Regions from separate parts of the Mus musculus genome. Here regions 2, 3, 4, 5 and 6 are each linked to region 1. The links are chromatin contacts, called in public Hi-C and HiChIP or PLAC-seq maps. All regions are on one chromosome and are shown on one strand. The core of a region is the stretch at or near the end of the contact, and the rest is flanking DNA. Distances in the headings are between cores, read along the strand shown. Region 1 holds the start of Rab33b (RAB33B, member RAS oncogene family). Region 2 overlaps Foxo1 (forkhead box O1). Region 3 overlaps Maml3 (mastermind like transcriptional coactivator 3). Region 4 overlaps Maml3 (mastermind like transcriptional coactivator 3). Region 5 overlaps Maml3 (mastermind like transcriptional coactivator 3). Region 6 overlaps Maml3 (mastermind like transcriptional coactivator 3).

Evidence for each region. Hi-C and Micro-C count contacts between places; a contact is called where the count stands out from the background. HiChIP or PLAC-seq counts read pairs in DNA pulled down with a chosen protein or histone mark.
Region 2: a contact with region 1 is called in an H3K27ac HiChIP or PLAC-seq map of trophoblast stem cells, with 4 times the contacts expected there. The contact joins the enhancer-like site here to the promoter of Rab33b in region 1. A contact is called at or near these places in 2 of 39 promoter capture datasets (pre-B cells and stem cell-derived epiblast-like cells) and 2 of 115 datasets of contacts at active chromatin or transcription factors (bone marrow-derived macrophages and trophoblast stem cells).
Region 3: a contact with region 1 is called in a Hi-C map of cerebellar granule neurons, with 3 times the contacts expected there. The contact joins the enhancer-like site here to the promoter of Rab33b in region 1. A contact is called at or near these places in 7 of 39 promoter capture datasets (the 3T3-L1 cell line, the C10 cell line, cranial neural crest and 4 more), 1 of 15 datasets of contacts at CTCF or cohesin (large pre-B cells), 3 of 484 Hi-C or Micro-C datasets (cerebellar granule neurons, cerebral cortex and gonadal supporting cells), 12 of 115 datasets of contacts at active chromatin or transcription factors (astrocytes, bone marrow-derived macrophages, cardiomyocytes and 8 more) and 1 of 9 other capture datasets (liver).
Region 4: a FOXA1 HiChIP or PLAC-seq map of pancreatic cancer cells shows a contact between it and region 1. The contact joins the enhancer-like site here to the promoter of Rab33b in region 1. A contact is called at or near these places in 7 of 39 promoter capture datasets (the 3T3-L1 cell line, the C10 cell line, cranial neural crest and 4 more), 1 of 484 Hi-C or Micro-C datasets (the G1E-ER4 cell line) and 9 of 115 datasets of contacts at active chromatin or transcription factors (astrocytes, bone marrow-derived macrophages, effector CD8 T cells and 6 more).
Region 5: a contact with region 1 is called in an H3K4me3 HiChIP or PLAC-seq map of pro-B cells, with 4 times the contacts expected there. The contact joins the enhancer-like site here to the promoter of Rab33b in region 1. A contact is called at or near these places in 3 of 39 promoter capture datasets (cranial neural crest, hippocampal neurons and pre-B cells) and 14 of 115 datasets of contacts at active chromatin or transcription factors (the 230-238 cell line, the SCID.adh cell line, bone marrow-derived macrophages and 10 more).
Region 6: a contact with region 1 is called in a Hi-C map of B cells, with 6 read pairs. The contact joins the enhancer-like site here to the promoter of Rab33b in region 1. A contact is called at or near these places in 4 of 39 promoter capture datasets (the C10 cell line, hippocampal neurons, pre-B cells and 1 more), 2 of 484 Hi-C or Micro-C datasets (B cells and CD4 T cells) and 8 of 115 datasets of contacts at active chromatin or transcription factors (the NIH/3T3 cell line, the SCID.adh cell line, embryonic hindbrain and 5 more).

The regions. Positions count from the first base shown.
Region 1 is chr3:51,482,705-51,485,233 of GRCm38.p6, reverse strand. Rab33b (RAB33B, member RAS oncogene family) reads right to left here and starts at 1,268. Exons shown (of 2, transcript NM_016858.2): 1 at 654-1,268. The coding sequence starts at 902.
Region 2 is chr3:52,295,151-52,297,679 of GRCm38.p6, reverse strand. All of the region lies in intron 1 of Foxo1 (forkhead box O1), which reads right to left. Among named protein-coding and RNA genes, the nearest start is that of Foxo1, 28 kb to the right of the region's middle. Within about 2 kb of position 1,264, at least 49 of the 459 cell types and tissues checked have an H3K27ac peak or open chromatin away from gene starts, as enhancers often do. A contact at or near this core is called in pre-B cells and trophoblast stem cells, where this site is marked.
Region 3 is chr3:52,087,262-52,089,790 of GRCm38.p6, reverse strand. All of the region lies in intron 1 of Maml3 (mastermind like transcriptional coactivator 3), which reads left to right. Among named protein-coding and RNA genes, the nearest start is that of Maml3, 16 kb to the left of the region's middle. Within about 2 kb of position 1,265, at least 349 of the 459 cell types and tissues checked have an H3K27ac peak or open chromatin away from gene starts, as enhancers often do. A contact at or near this core is called in astrocytes, bone marrow-derived macrophages, cardiomyocytes and 12 more, where this site is marked.
Region 4 is chr3:52,068,757-52,071,285 of GRCm38.p6, reverse strand. The region is part of intron 1 of Maml3 (mastermind like transcriptional coactivator 3); the gene reads left to right. Among named protein-coding and RNA genes, the nearest start is that of Maml3, 35 kb to the left of the region's middle. Within about 2 kb of position 1,270, at least 340 of the 459 cell types and tissues checked have an H3K27ac peak or open chromatin away from gene starts, as enhancers often do. A contact at or near this core is called in astrocytes, bone marrow-derived macrophages, effector CD8 T cells and 8 more, where this site is marked.
Region 5 is chr3:52,016,334-52,018,862 of GRCm38.p6, reverse strand. The region is part of intron 1 of Maml3 (mastermind like transcriptional coactivator 3); the gene reads left to right. Among named protein-coding and RNA genes, the nearest start is that of Maml3, 87 kb to the left of the region's middle. Within about 2 kb of position 1,267, at least 64 of the 459 cell types and tissues checked have an H3K27ac peak or open chromatin away from gene starts, as enhancers often do. A contact at or near this core is called in fibro-adipogenic progenitors and pro-B cells, where this site is marked.
Region 6 is chr3:51,998,973-52,001,501 of GRCm38.p6, reverse strand. All of the region lies in intron 1 of Maml3 (mastermind like transcriptional coactivator 3), which reads left to right. Among named protein-coding and RNA genes, the nearest start is that of Maml3, 100 kb to the left of the region's middle. Within about 2 kb of position 1,266, at least 81 of the 459 cell types and tissues checked have an H3K27ac peak or open chromatin away from gene starts, as enhancers often do. A contact at or near this core is called in B cells, the SCID.adh cell line, memory CD8 T cells and 2 more, where this site is marked.

The sequences.
Region 1 (2,529 bases), core at 19-2,518:
AAAAGAATTCCTAGATATAACGGAGGTTTTGTTGTTGTTGTTGTTGTTGTTGTTGTTAAATTGGGGTGTTTGAGGTTTGTTTGGTTGAGACAGGGTTTCTCTGTGTATTCTGTCTATCCAGGAGAGCCCTGTCTATCCTGGAACTAATTAGACCACGCTGATCTCAAACACAGAGATCCTGGTCTCTGTGAGAGTGCTGAGATTTAAGAAGTGTTCCCCCAGGCCCGACTTATAACGGAATTTTCTATGCTTGAAAAATTTCTGAGTTTCTTCCGGTTATACCCCACCACCACCACCACCCAGATTCCCAGCCCAAAACTCTCACTCAAGCAATGGGGGTGGGAGTGGGGGGGTGACCGCCCCCTACACCTCTGTCACTCAAAGTGTGGTCGGTCCACAGACTCATTGCATGTGCGTTATAGGGGAGCTTATCAAATCAGAACGTGCTTTTTTGAAAAACAAGAAGTCCCAGGTAAACCTGATGTACATTAGAGGTGGAGGAACAATGCCTCAGAAGTTTGATAGATACAAACACACTTTCCCACGCCATGGGGCGCACCGCACACTCCTGCCCAGACCCAGGGTGAGGTCCCGACACCTGCCAAGAAGGAGCGGCACTCCGCTGAGACAGCGTCCCCGCCCCACCGGCTCACCTTGATGCGCTCTCCATCAATATCCACGGCTCGCTCTCGGAAGTCCACCCCGATCGTGGCCTCGGTGCGGTCGGGGAAGCGGCCGGCGCAGAAGCGGTAAGTCAGGCACGTCTTGCCCACGTTCGAGTCGCCGATCACTATGATCTTGAAGATGCGGGAGCGGGCGGGAGGCAAACACCCAGACGCCCCTGACACCGCACAGCTGGACGAGAAGCTGACCTCCAGCGACGACTCCATCTCCGAAGTCATCCTCCCGCCCCGCCCCGAGCTGAGCCGGAGCACAGAAGCCGCGGGAATGACGCCACGCCAGCGACAGCGCTCCCTAGCAGTGACAAACGACGCCCAACTCCCCACAGCCCGCGGGCACCGCGGCGCGCGTGCGCGAGCAGCCCCTGCCCACCCAGGTGTGGCGCCCCGCTAAGGCCCCGGCGCACGCGCAGTAGGCCTCCGCCAGTCGGTGCGGTGTACCTGGAAAGATGCGTCGGCGCTCCCTGGCTGGACTGCGGCTCAGAAGGTCCGCCCGAGGGACCTCTATGTGCCGCGCTCCAGCCTTCTGACCGCCTCGCCACGTCCGAGGTTCCCGAGCTCTGGAGGAAGCTGCGCAGCCCCCGGGGGCGGGGAGAGAGAGAGAGACAGCGGAGAGGAAGGAGGCGCGGCCCGGCTGTGGTCTCGCGAGAGGCGGCGGCGCAGTGGCGTCGTGGCCGCCTGGTCGCAGCCGGGGTTGGGGCTTGGAGTTGGGCTCTGAGCATCCCCTGTGCTCACCGCTTCCTCCGGGCCTCCGTGGAGCGGGGCGGAACGGCGTGGGCAGGAGGGTGAGAGGCTACTCAGCTCCTGAACCTGATCTTGGCCGTAGAGACTCTCCTCTACCTCTGCCTTCCCGGTGCTGCAATGAAAAGTGTACACTACCACGACCCGCTCAGTTTGTTTTGTAAAAGAGACAAATTGTTTTCGGCTGGTTTGAGCAACACAAGTCTTAAATCTCTGTGATTCTCTTCAACTCCATAGAGTTCCAGGACAGCCAGGTCTCCTTGAGGCAGGATCTCTCAGTCAAACCCAGAGCTCATTCCATAGAGCTAGTCTTGGTAGCTAACTTGCTCTGGGGATTCTGTCTCCATCTTCCAAGGTAGGAATTACAGGAGGTCTTCCATGCCTGCTCAGCATTGCCTTGGGTTCTGGGGATCCAAATTTAGAACCATCTCCTTATTCCCTTCTTTCCTATCCAGCCCCCCCCCCCCAGGATTTTCATATTGTAGCTAAAGCTGGCCTAGAACCTCACTGTGTATCCAGGCTGGCTCTGATTTTTGTGGGAATCCTGTCTTAGTCTCCTGAATACTAGGGTTACAGGTGTGAGACTATGCCTGGCTGAATGTTACCATTGGTTTAAAATTAAAAATAAGTACCACTTAAGCTGAATGTAATACCACATGCCTATAATCCCAGTACTGAGAAGGCTGGAACAGTATGTTAGTGGTTACATGGAGACGTTTTGGAGTCAACTCTGAAGGATCTGACATGTTAACTTTGTAAGTCAACAAGTTCCAGTGCCAGTTGATGAACTGTCAATGAAACTCCTAGGTGAGAAAGAAAAGGCACCTTCTCAGAGAGGCAGAGTATACCCCATTCCCCAAGTGATGCCATGAGGCCAAGGTGATGTCTGTCCGATGTAAGTGGTAGCATTACAGGAAATGCTCTGCAGGAAACGGGTATTTCATAAATGGTCTCTGAATCTGTCCAGCTTCATCCAGAAGAGTGATGGTGCCTTTTCTCATCCTGGAGACCAAACAAGACTCCCCCTAGAACAAGAAGAAAAAAATATTTTTTATCACGCAAAAAACGATTGCTATACAAATATCCCTAGAAAAGAGCCCAGGAAGAA
Region 2 (2,529 bases), core at 15-2,514, 810 kb before region 1:
GCCACATCAGGATGCACGGCCACAAGGCTGGAGGTGCCGAGATCCCGCCTCTCCTAACTTCTGTTTGTGAAAGGGAACAAGTTGTTGGAGAGTGCGAGATCTGGAGAGAGATCACACACACACACACACACGAACACACACGGGCAGGGGGGTGTGTGTCAAGTGACAGCACTGCACACTAAGAATGAAGTGGAAGGGTACCACCCCTGGGTACCTGTTAAAACCACTTGTGAAAAGAAGCCATTCTGCGGGCTCAGTGTTCAGACCAGGCGGCCACCAGAAGGGCTGTAAGTATGGCGTCTTGTGCTGATGGCACACAGCTTGAGGGACTGAAAGGTGTGGGCATCCACGTTCCTCGTGTTTTACCTTTCTTCTCAGTTGATTGAACCTGGTGCCGGCATGGTTTGTTTACCAGCAGTGTGTGTTTAAGGATCTGGATTTGATTAAGATGTTACAGAAACAGCAATGAAGGGTATTTCATCAGGGCAGGGGGAGGGAATGAAGTAGCAACCAGGTATTTCTGTTTAAACTAGAGGGTTTCCTTTGAAATTCCAGCCTAACTCCCTATACAATATGTAAGAATAACAAGCGAAATTGAACACTTGTGGCATCCTCTGGAGGGGAGGCTCTAGAGCGCATAGCTAAGTTCACAAAGAACAAAAAGGGTAGCTCACACACACCAGGCCTCGCTTCTTCAGAGGCAAAACAATCAGTATATAACATTCCTGCTAAGATGGCAGCGACTGGTGTTGCAGGTAAACTTTTCGAAGTATTTCCAGGCTTAGAGTAAGCCACACAGCAGACACACTAAACACACCGCTCGCTCAACCACTCCCTCACGCTCACCTTCACTCACTCCAGCTCCTACGGGCTGTCATCTATGCTGTAAAGCAGAATTTAGTGGTTGATTACGTAACGCTTAACAAAGATGAACACAAGGAGAAGACTGTCATCTCACTAATAGCAGGGAGAGCAAAAGACTTGAATCTGATTTTTAACTTGTACTTTTTAACTACTCCATGTTCTGCCCGTTATCTAAGAAGCAACTACCAGAGAGCTTCTCCAAATCAAGGGTATCTCAAAGATGTAAGCCTATACCAACCACCTTATCACATTACCACTGCTATCACGCCTATGTGGACAAATGATCGACTGCAAGATTACCACTAATTCAAACCAAATCTCCTAGGGCTGGAAGAGTACAAGCCGGTGGTGAGTCAGGATAAAGAACAATGGGAACAGAAAGCAGTGTTGTGGCCTCTGACTACATTGATCAAGTACGGCATTCAGGTCATAGGACCTTACAGCCCTTATGCTGTAAACTGCTTAGTAATTTAACTGGTTTCTGTCTACAGAACTATGTAACAGACACATAACAATGGCTTGCTACATAACGAATAACAAACCTCACAAAGACATTAACAAATGAACGGTCACATTCAATAAACTAAAATATAAACCTACATAGCTGAGGGAAAAACAAGCCACATGGTCAGCACTAAGTCCGCTGGCTCCTTAGTAGACTTTACGGGTTATGGTTCTTAGTTCTCGATATACAACTAATCTGATATGCAAAGAAATTATTAGTAAGTACCAAATGTGTTATCATTGCAAAACCCCTTAATCCAAGGTATCTCTATCTAAATAAAAATAAGATGGCAAATTACACTGCTGGTAATATCCAATGGCAGTTCTTTACCTGCAGATTCTAAGCACTGCTCTGTGAAGATTTCAGACACTCAAAGCAGAGAACAGAAGCAGTACATCTGCATGTGACTCAGCAGAAAATGCAGAGCTCAAACAGAGCTTTTTATAACACTCAAATTTCCATTGGTTTAAATACAGCCCAAAACTCTAATTTCCATGAACAGGAAAGTGGTGCTATGATTTTGTGGTCATTTTACATAAGGCAATACTAATTTAAAATATTTTAAGGGAAAATTAATGCCAAGTATGGTGTTTGACGGTGTAGAAACCACTCTTTCTAGTGCCATTAAAGACCTGCCTAGGGCAGGGAGGGACAGGGACAAGGCAGTAAAATGGCAGAACCACTTTGCAGCAGATGATTAAACACGTATCAGCATTTCCCAGAGAAAGTACCTGGAGAAGTCAATTCACCAACCAACCCCACAAAGGTCACTGGCGAAGCTGGGAAGAAGTGTTCAATGGGCACAAAGCTTGGGAAAACAAGATAAAAAGAGATCTGACAAAAGATGGTACTGACAGTCTCAAACCGATACGAAAAGTACTTAACTCTAGTGCACAGTACAACTCAAAATGGCTGATGGTGTATTTTTTGTGGCTATTACCACATTTTCTAAAGAAACCCCAGTCAGGCCCTACAGCACAGGACTGTAACACTTAGGGGCTGAGGCAGAGATGGCTACCAAGCCAGACCCCATTTCAAACAATCCAAAAAAAAACAAAAAACAAAAAAAAAAACAAACCAAACAAAAACAAAAACAAAAAACAAACAAAAATACAAAGGAACTACTGTAATAAAGAAATAAAGTACTTACTGTGGAAGTG
Region 3 (2,529 bases), core at 16-2,515, 600 kb before region 1:
ATCTCTGGTTGGCGCTTAGGAGGTACAGGCGGAAGACCAGGATTATCACTGGCTATCTGTTGAGTTCCTGTCCCTCCTGGGATATATGAGACCCTGTTTCTAAAAGAAAATATGACAAAACAACACATGAGAAGGCTGAGAACTTAAGAGCTGTTTCTTCAGAGGACCCTGGTTTAAATCCCAGGACTGACATGATGGCTCACAATCTGTATGTAACTCCAGTTTTAGGGAGTCTGATGCTGTCTTCCGGCCTCGGGCACTGCATATACTTAGTGCATATACATACATTCAGGCAAGGCACTCACACATAAAATAAAATCTAAGAGACAGAGACAGACAGAGTGAGAAATAAGAGAGGGAGGAAGAGAAAGAGGGAGGGAGGGGAGAAGGGAGAGAGCACGAGACTCCTAAAGGCAAAGACTAGATGGTTGGGCATTCCACTGTCTTTAGTTTTTCTATGGTTTTTTCCTTGGTGAACCAAATCAAGCCCTTATCCACAGTGGGGATCGTCATGATCTTGGGGGAAGAGACAGAGAGGATCTAGCTGGAATATTCTGGGAGAGCATGCCTTATTGGGAGGGGCTTTTTGACGAGTTCTGCTGAGGAAGAAAATGACTGTCAGGTGTTTATAGGCGAACCAATCTGTCTTCGCCTTTGGCGGCTCTCAGCAGCAGGGTCTCCACACAGTGACTAGAGAATTCTTTGAAGTGGGTACTCCCAGAGAAGAAAGGGATGAGCCAAAAGGTTTGGGTCTCCCTATAAATTAAACCCAGCGTCAACAGGGATCAGAGCAAGAAACTTTAAGTGTCCAGTTTTCCCTTCTGTCCACACGGTCCCTTCCACTCCCTTCCTCCGTGCCCTGTGAATAAATAGCAAGTAGGTTTGGTGTTCATTACTCTTTTGCCGTGAAGACAAAGGTGACTCATCAGGCTAAATCGGAGATGGGGGGGTGGGGGGGTGGGGAGGATACCATTTTTCTCGCCGTGTACCAAGCTAGGTTACACGGAAGTGAATTCCCAGAAAAGTCGTAAAATAGTGAAGTAATCCTAAGACAGATACGGGGTCGACAGCTACAGGCACAGGCCCCTGAAGACAGGCCTCTGTGTTGTGGCGAGACAATACTGCTGACCATATGGTCTCATGGCAGGCCGGTTGTGGAAGTCAGTGGCTGCCTTTTGTTTGGGGAACTCTCTCAGCCATGGGTCTGTGGGAGCTCTCAGTGACTTCCTGTCTCCCTGGCAGGCATGCTCTTGGCCCCGGGCCAGGCTTGCTGTACTATTGCAGTCTCAGGCCAAGCCCAGCAGCTTGCATTTGGTAAGCAGTCATTGCTCCTGACTTTGGTCACTCAGCAAACCGTTTGTCCCACAAATACACACTAGGACCTTTTTTTACACGATATCTCCGTGGCAACTATTACAAAGAGAGCATTTTTTTTTTTTACGTACAACCTAATTAATTGATAAATGTATAGAATCCTGGATACTCAGTATTCCTGGTGAAAGTGAGAGTCGTTTGTATTTTTTCAGAGCCCTTTTCAAGTTGCTTCCCTACTCCTAAGGCTCAGCTAGCTAAGACTGGCTCGGATGCTAGAGGCAGGGCTCCTGCTACAAAAAAAGAGAGAGTCGCCATCTATCCAGTTTTTACATAGGGCTAAAACAGGCCCTATGCTTAGCCTGGGTCTATTTTTTGAATGTGTGAAGCCAGCATGTGTGTGTGCATAAAAAGGCTGATTAACTCCACTTTCCTCTGAAGCCTCTCCTCTGCCACTGTGCTGACTCTTCCCAAGACCAGGGTTTCTCCGTCTCCCTGAGTCCTGGATGTCTCTGATCACTGTTGGTTAGGGCCACCCACCCTGGCTCCTTTTCTTTGCTCCCCCAAATATGGAAATGATCCCCAAAAGAACACATGGCCCTGGGAAAGGTTCTTTCAAACACAGCAGAAGGCGAGACCCAGCGAGGCTCACACTCCAGGAGGGGAGGCTGTAGCCTGGGCTATTGTGCCCGTGAGGGAGAATATTTTTATTCCAGGAACTGCATGCATGGAGGAAATGGATACCACTCACACTTTGATTGAGGAACACCAAAAAGCTCCATGTTCTTGGTCTCTAGGAAGTCTTCGTCCTTCTCTCATATGTATGTATGTATCTGTGCTTGTCTGTGTGTGTGCATGTGGAGGCCAGAGGTGGGTGTTCGGTATCACCCTCCATTGCTTTCTTCTTCCATCTTGAGGCAGGAACGTCGCTACCACTGTCTAGCCAATCAGCCTGCTCCAGGAATCACCTGCCTCCACAGAGTGCTGGGACTACAAGTGGGCTGTTACATCCACTGAGCCTTTACATGGGCACTGGGGATTTGAACTCTGGTCCTTATACTTCTGTGGCAAGGGCTTTACCCCCTAAGCCATTTCCTAGCTCCTATGAAACCTTTTGGTGTAGAACACCTATGAAGGTTGATTTGGTTATGATGTTGGGATAAATCTATTTCTTTTCCTCATGAAGAAATGTCATTTCAAGGCCAATGCTGCTGTCTC
Region 4 (2,529 bases), core at 21-2,520, 590 kb before region 1:
TTCTCTCTCTCTCTGCTTCTCTCTCTCTCTCTTAATAACATTTATTTAGCTTGTGTGTGTGTGTGTGTGTGTGTGTGTGTGTGTGTGTGTATCCCACAGTGTGCATTTGGAAGGCAGAGGACAGCCTTCAGGAGTCAATTCCCTCTACTGTTCAGCTCCTGGGCATCAAACTCAAAGCAGTCAGTCTTGGTGGCAAGTGCCTTTACCAGCTGAGCCAAGTAGCTTTCTTCTCAAATATGAACTAATGACCTCAGATGTTGTGTGGTGTGCTTACAAAACCTGTTCTACTCCTGTGCTAACCTGAGACGATTGTAACTCTTTGGAGATCTGGCTGTAATTTAGAAACTTTTAACGTGTACCTTTGTGGGACTTGGAGGGGAAAAATTTGATTTGACCAATTTCTGTCATCTGTCAACTTAGATGTATTTTGATTTCTAAACAGAACTGTGGAAAAGACTTCTTTCTAATTGGGAATGCCTTGCTTTGTTACCTAGGAAACACCTGATTGTTTTCTTAGGGAAATATTCTGCAAATTAGACTTTTAAAGGTCTGTATTAAAAATGCGCATAAAACATAAAGCTACATTTGAAACTAGCTTTCGGCTTAAAAATTAGGTTTCTGTGTGGTCAGCAGACAAGTCAGAGAAGCATCGTCTGAAGGAAGACAATAGCCTGGGTTTAAGAAAATTCAGTGTTTGGATCATTGTCATTAGCCTCACAAATGTTTGCTTTCAGGTTGTAGTAAAGAAAATCGAAGATAATGGCTTTGCCCCTAACTCCCATTTTTCTTGTATTAAGATCTAAGACCTACCTCAGTTCACATGAGACAGAGCCCCAATTTTTGAGAACAAACTGTAGAACTTCTAAATTTGAGGAAGAAACTGACCCTTTTTAAAAAGACATATTCCAGTGAAAACCAAAGGCAGCCAGAGCCTGGACCTCTGGATGTGTCAAGGAGCCTCACCTACCTCGGGTGTCTAGCATGTCCTCGCAGGGACCTGTTGGTGGTCTGTGCAGCCACAGGGAACCTTACACGAAAGGCACCTGTGCTTGCTAAAAATCTGCTCCGAGAGTGGAAAAGCAGATCCAAAATGCTAATCCTTTGTCATTGGTCACAGTCCCTCGACACTTCTTTACCAGCTAACTGCTACTGATTCAATTTGGCCAACTGTGCTTAGCTTCCTTAAAACCTGCCGCAGTTTCGGTTGAGTAAAGCGGTGATTCATTTCCTGCCCCGTGGGGTGTCAGCCAGCTCTAATGGTTTTGTCTGCAAGAGCCCACAGCTGCCCAGGATGGCGGGAGGGAAGCAGTGGGGCTAGCGCCTGGGCTTAGAGCGGCACTTTCCCGCGGCATCGGGAAGGGATTGAACCCAGGCAGTCGATTCAGGTTGATCATTTGGTTTTGTAGAACATACGTCCTCTTGATTTCTCCTGTCCGTCAGGAGCGCAAGAGAACAAGCAAGAGAAATGTTCTCTGTGTGGGTGTCTTTCCCAGGAGAGCGCCCGAGCGACACTTCAGATCTCGTTTATGCAGCATAGCTTGATTAATTTGGCTGGTTGTTCAGAATATGTAGCCATTGTAGTACAGCTCTAGCTTGCTTTCTCTCTCTCTCTCTCTCTCTCTCTCTCTCTCTCTCTCTCTCTCTCTCTCTCTCTCTCTCTTTCTTTTTTTCGTCCCTGGTCCCTGAGACAGGATCTTACTGCGTATTTCTAGCTGTCCCTGAACTCACAGAGATCTACTTGCTTCTGCCTCCCAAATGCCACCACGCCCAGCCGCCCGAATACAGCCTTTTGTATTGTGTGAAAGTATCAGCAAAGAGAAAGAGATTTTCAGTCTTGTGTTTAACCTCTTCAGGACGGTGTTTTTATTTTCGGTTTTAAATTACACTTATTTATTTTAGGGGGCACTCACTACAGAGGTCAGAAGACAAGTTGGTTTTATCCTTGTACCATGTAGGTTGTCCTGGGAATCAAACTCAGCTCCTCCCGCTTGGCGGCAACCGCCTTTACTTGCTTAGCCATTTTGTAGTCCCATCTTGTTTGTTTCTGTGGAATCAGCTTTTCTGAATCTCAAGGAAAGAATAAAATAACAAGAAATGCTGTCAGCAAACCAGAGTGTTGCAGGTTGGATGGTTAGAGTTCAGAGTTGGCACATGTTTCTCCATCACTTTTCTTTCAAAGTAAGGTGAATCAGTACCCATTTTCTGGATTAAAATAGACACGTGAATGTGTGTCTCATTTGCATATTTTGCGGGAAAATTTGTTAGGTTCAAATGCAAAGTTCAAAAGGATGATATTTGCTTTGTTAAGAAATCAGTTTGGGGCTGGAGGGATGGCTCTGCAGTTGGAGCACTAACTGCTTCCCAGCACACAGGTGGATGTTACCAAACGTCTGATGCTGTTCTCCAGCTTTGGAGGGTCCTCATGTGCACAAGCCCTCCCCATTTCATGCACACGTTTTTAAAAGCATATTTATGTGTGTATATATATATATATATATATATATATATATACACACACACACACACACA
Region 5 (2,529 bases), core at 18-2,517, 530 kb before region 1:
ATAGTGCTCTTGTGTGTGCTTCATAGGAGCCATGAGTTACCAGGTATGGACACTTCCTTGTCCCTGAGTCTGCACATAGTAGGGTTGTGATTTTTTTCCACCAGGAGAAGAACATCTTCCCTGCCACTAGGCATTCCTATATTTTCTCGTGAATCCTCTAATGTTGCTGCGAAGCACTTATGGATTAATTGACACAGAAGTGTTCATATTCATGAGTGACTGTGTGACATTTCTATACATGAATACAGTGTGATGAAATTACGTAGCTCATCTTCATCACCTTAAAGCCTGATCATTTCTCTCTTGGAAGTATTCAAAATCTTGTCTTTTGGCCATTTTGAAGAATATAATAACTGTTGACTATAGTCATGCCAGATCTATACCACATGATCAACTGTGCTTCGATTCAATTAGCCAACAATTGTCTCTAGGTCCAATCCCCCTATCCTTCCCAGATCCCGGCCATACTTGTATAATACCTGCTCTGTCCCTGTGCCTATGCCAGGAATGTTACAGCCTGTCAGACAGGCAAGAGAAATGGTTTTCTTTCCTTCCTTAGGCTTTCACTCTCCTGAAGCTTCTGGTGATAGGTTGCCTACTTCTCTACTTCTTTCAGACAAATGATTCAAAACGAAAGCAAAGTCCAGGTAGAAACAGCAGGAGTTGTTCTCTAGAGCACTGTTGCCTGAGTCTGCTCAGCTCGTGGGCAGCCTTGGCAATGAGAGAAAATACCTTGGAAACAGTCTTTACGCGAACTGTGGTTGCTCAGCACACGAAGAAGAAAAGATGTTGCTACCAGAATTTTCATGCAAGACACAGTCTTCTCCTTATGGGAGACGGGGTATCCCCAGACTCCTCCTCTTCGGGGTATCCCCAGACTCCTCCTCCCCATGTCTCATACATATTCCTTCTTTCAACACTTCCTTTAGTCTCTGGTCTACGCTGAGATTTCATATTCAGTTAGTAACACGATGATTCATGTTTATACCCGAAGACTTTGTTCAGGAAGGCTGGGAATTTACACGAAATAAAACTCATTGTGGTGCTTTTTGGAACAGCAGCAGCAGCAACAACAACAAAGCAAAAGCAAAAACAAAACAAGAAAACAGTTTGTGAAACAAACTGAATGATCAGATAAATAGAAAAACAAAACAAAGGGTCCTAGCTTTTGAGAGCGAGATAGCAGACCGCCGCGGCACAGGGAGGGAGCTGACGCTGTGTTGAAAGACGGGCGCCGGAAGTCACTTAACCTAGACAGGCAGGGTACAGAGGTTCATGAACCGCATCTGGTATCTATTTGCCCATCCACTGGCAGACAGCAGTCAAGCAGGCAGAGCAGGGGAGCTGAACGAATTAAGTATGGTAGCTAATTTATCAGGTCAATAAAATTAAACTTCTCTAGACTCTGTATTCCAGCTTTTAGGAAAGAAAGTTTTGAAAGAAAAAAAATGAGAATAACTCTGCATGTTACTCTCTTTCTATCGCCCTCTACCCTTCCCCCATCTGTAGACTGGGGGTGTGTTCAAAAAAATGAAACAACAACAACAACAACAACAACAAACTCTGAAAGAAGTATGTATTTGGGGTAGAGACAGCATCACATTTAACTGTACCGAGGCATGTGACCATTTTGGGATTCCAGAATAGCAGCTCAGAGACGTGGAGTTGGCAGAGAACAGGGAGAAAAGCCGAGTTTCCAGGCAGGCAGACATAGTCGTTTGGGGTCCTTTAGACCAGGAGACAATTGAGAGAGCTCTTTTGTTTTTAGACCCTGCCCCTGCCTGCATGTCTATTACTGACGTTCATGCTAATGACGATCATCCATGAGATGCTGTGTTCTACTTAAGAAAACAGGATTAGACACCACCATGTTTCTAAGAGACATCCTGATGTTGGGTTGTGTTTTAGCTCCGCGGAGTGCTGCTTTCCCTGTAAGCCTAGCAGGGTGTTATTTAGCCACTAACGTTGAACGGTCTTGCTGGCCGAAGGCTGTTCCTCACCTTTTTTTCCATTTTAATGCCTTTACCTTGGAGTCTGTACACAGTTATCCCTTAATAATTGTTCACCGTCCTTGTCATTGCTGGCTTGTTTAAGATCAGGAGGTGCAGAATGTAGTTAAATCTTTTCTGAATCATTCAAGGAGACTAGCAAGGAATACTCAGGTTAGCTGGGGTAGACTGTGTGCCCTCAACAGAGACATGTCATGGTGTCCTCTAGAGATAGCCGGGGAGGGACACTTAGGGAATTCATTCTTTCAAACACTGGTTAATTTGCTGTAGTGAATGGAGTCTTCATATGGCAGGAGCCATGTAACACTGGAGGCTATGCATGCATAGATACTGAAAACCAGTCCGTGTGACTACCCACCCATCTTATTTTCAGCCAGGAGTGATCTTTGTTAGATGGCCAGCATACCTCCTTAGATAGCTTGGGTCTTCTGCTCACTGTCCCTGGTGCTTAGAGCCCTGCCTAGGGTGTGGTAGTTGCTCAGCAAGAACTCAGGAAGAAATTGATGTCCTTTGAACCCGT
Region 6 (2,529 bases), core at 17-2,516, 520 kb before region 1:
GACAATATCTCTAGTGTTACCAATTTTCTGCTTTAAAACATTTTGGGCCCAGAGTCCTCGCTGAAACTGCAGAAAGCACACCGATCTATTTCCTTTTTTTTTTTTTTTTTTTTTTGAGAAGAAAAAAAAACCCAACCAACCAACAACATCAACAACAAAAACCTAACTCTCTGGGGATTGGGTAGTGACTTGCCCAGCAGAACTAAAAGTATTTTTAACCATTCCTTATTTCTTCTTAAAACATTTCTATAAAAAAGAAATGGCATATGCCTTATTATTCCCTTTCACGAGGAACATATTAGAAATCAGCTCCTTTGGCTTTGGTGTTTTCAAGATAGCCATCCGTGAGCTTGGCTGTTTTCCCAGTTCTGAGTGATGGCAGTCCTAGACCTGGCATTACTGCCCCAATGGATCAGTACTTGATGAGTCGCCCTAGAGGTAAAGTTGGTTCTGGGTGTGAGCGCTCCCCGTGTATCTTAACTGTCACAATTCACTGTTTTAAGCTGGTTGAGTGTTGAGCTTTTTCTGAACCCTCTCAAGAGCTAGATCTGGGTAGACACAGGAGTGATTCAGACCCACCGTGCACACTTGTATAATCCGGGCCAGGACCAACACTGTAGATCTAAAATGCAGTTATCCTGATGGCTTCGGGATGTTTTCATTGTACTCATTTAAAAATTTCTCACCAGGGAAGTTGGAACGATGGGAAATTTTATATGGTCCCAAATGCCCCAGATGACTGGTTTATACTTTGACCTTAGAAAGGATAAAAAAAAAAGAAGAAGGTAAAACAAGTCAGTGCTTTTGAATAGGTTTCAAATATAGGAGAGCCAAATTGCGCGCACTGAGCGAGGGAACGAATTGAGCAGAGCTTTAGGTAAATGAATGTGGATGTGATGGACCTCAGTGGGAACTTGGGAGGTAAAGGGAAGAGAGGAACAACCTGAAAATGTGTATAGCATGTCCATAGAGCCGTGGCTTCTGAGAACAGCCTTGACTTTGAATAGCTTGTTGCTTTGTCCCTATAGGTGGACTTGCTTTCTCCCCGACCCCTATCCCGATGCAGCCCGATATCGCTGAGCTATTCAGGGCGCTCTGCTACCCTACTCTTGAGGTCTCAGGAAGGTGAAAACCAAGTCTTGCCCAATAGCTTGGGACAGGAAGTGGAGAGGACCGCTAACTGAAACTTGAGACTGTATGTAAAGTCCGTGCCAGAGTGGCAGGGCAGATGTTTCTTCTCTAACAGGAAGCACCCGTGGCCCACAGGAAGCGCCAGAGTCCCTCACACATGTCATCCTGTATTCGCATCTCTGCATCACTGCGTGGTCACGTGGGCTCTGTGTGACTGGAAACAAAGGCGGGACCACGGGGGAAGGAATACACCACGTGATTATTTACCCAGCCCTTTTTTTTTTTTTTTTTTAAAGATTTATTTATTGATTATATGTAAGTACACTGTAGCTGTCTTCAGACACTCCAGAAGAGGGAGTCAGATCTCGTTGGGGATGGTTGTGAGCCACCATGTGGTTGCTGGGACTTGAACTCTGGACCCTCGGAAGAGCAGTCGGGCGCTCCTACCCACTGAGCCATCTCGCCAGCCCCCCCTTTTTTTTTAAGTATACATAGCATTGCCTGCAGCCCTTCAAGCCACAAGTTAGACATAGCCACTGTAGCTGTTCCATTTATCCACCTATTCATCTGTGCACCCTAATAAAATGGTCAGTTGCGCGGGGTCTGCAGTCTGACCGCTGGGTTCAATCCCAGCTCCCCCATGAAGGTAGAAGTTAGGGACTTCACTTACATGCTGTTAGTAAGTCACAAATAGTAACTCGGTATGTCTTGAGACGGGAGGGAATCAGGGAGTGAGTGGGTTTCTATAGAAGGCCTTTAGACCGCACTGAAGAGTTGCTGTTTTATTTACCCATCTCTTGAAAAAGAGATCGCTACACATGTAGTTTTGCAGAAAGTCCATCTTTCTGGATGACAGAATTACAGCCTTCTCCTTTAAGTCCCTGGATGCATTGTTTTTCTTGGTATTTATCATTGTCTAGACATTTTAAAAAGAATAGATATTTTTAAAACAATGCCAGGGCTGAGACCTTTAGTCCATTGGAGGGAGGAGCTCTGAATTCAACTCTGCTTGTTTGATATTGAGTAGTTAGTTCATCATCTGGCCTTCCCCTCTATACTTCTGTCTTCTACCTCGATCTTTCTTTACTTCTGACTCTCTTTATTTTCTGACCTTTGGCCTACTGCCCATGGAGGCAGATAGCTCTGTGTGTGCAGCCGTTCTTGTTCATGGCTGTTCTGAGACCCAGTCACACACTGGTAAAACTCACCTCTTGAAAAATCTTGATAAATCAGTTTGCATTTATAAAGAATTGGTAACTAAGCAACTGTCACTATAAGACAAAGTAAAGTATTATGTTGAATGTTGAGTACACAGAAGTTTAAAAACTAGCGACTGTGACTCACCACAATCCAACGATTGGATGTTGTCACCGTGGAAGCCCTAGAGACTGAGTGTCA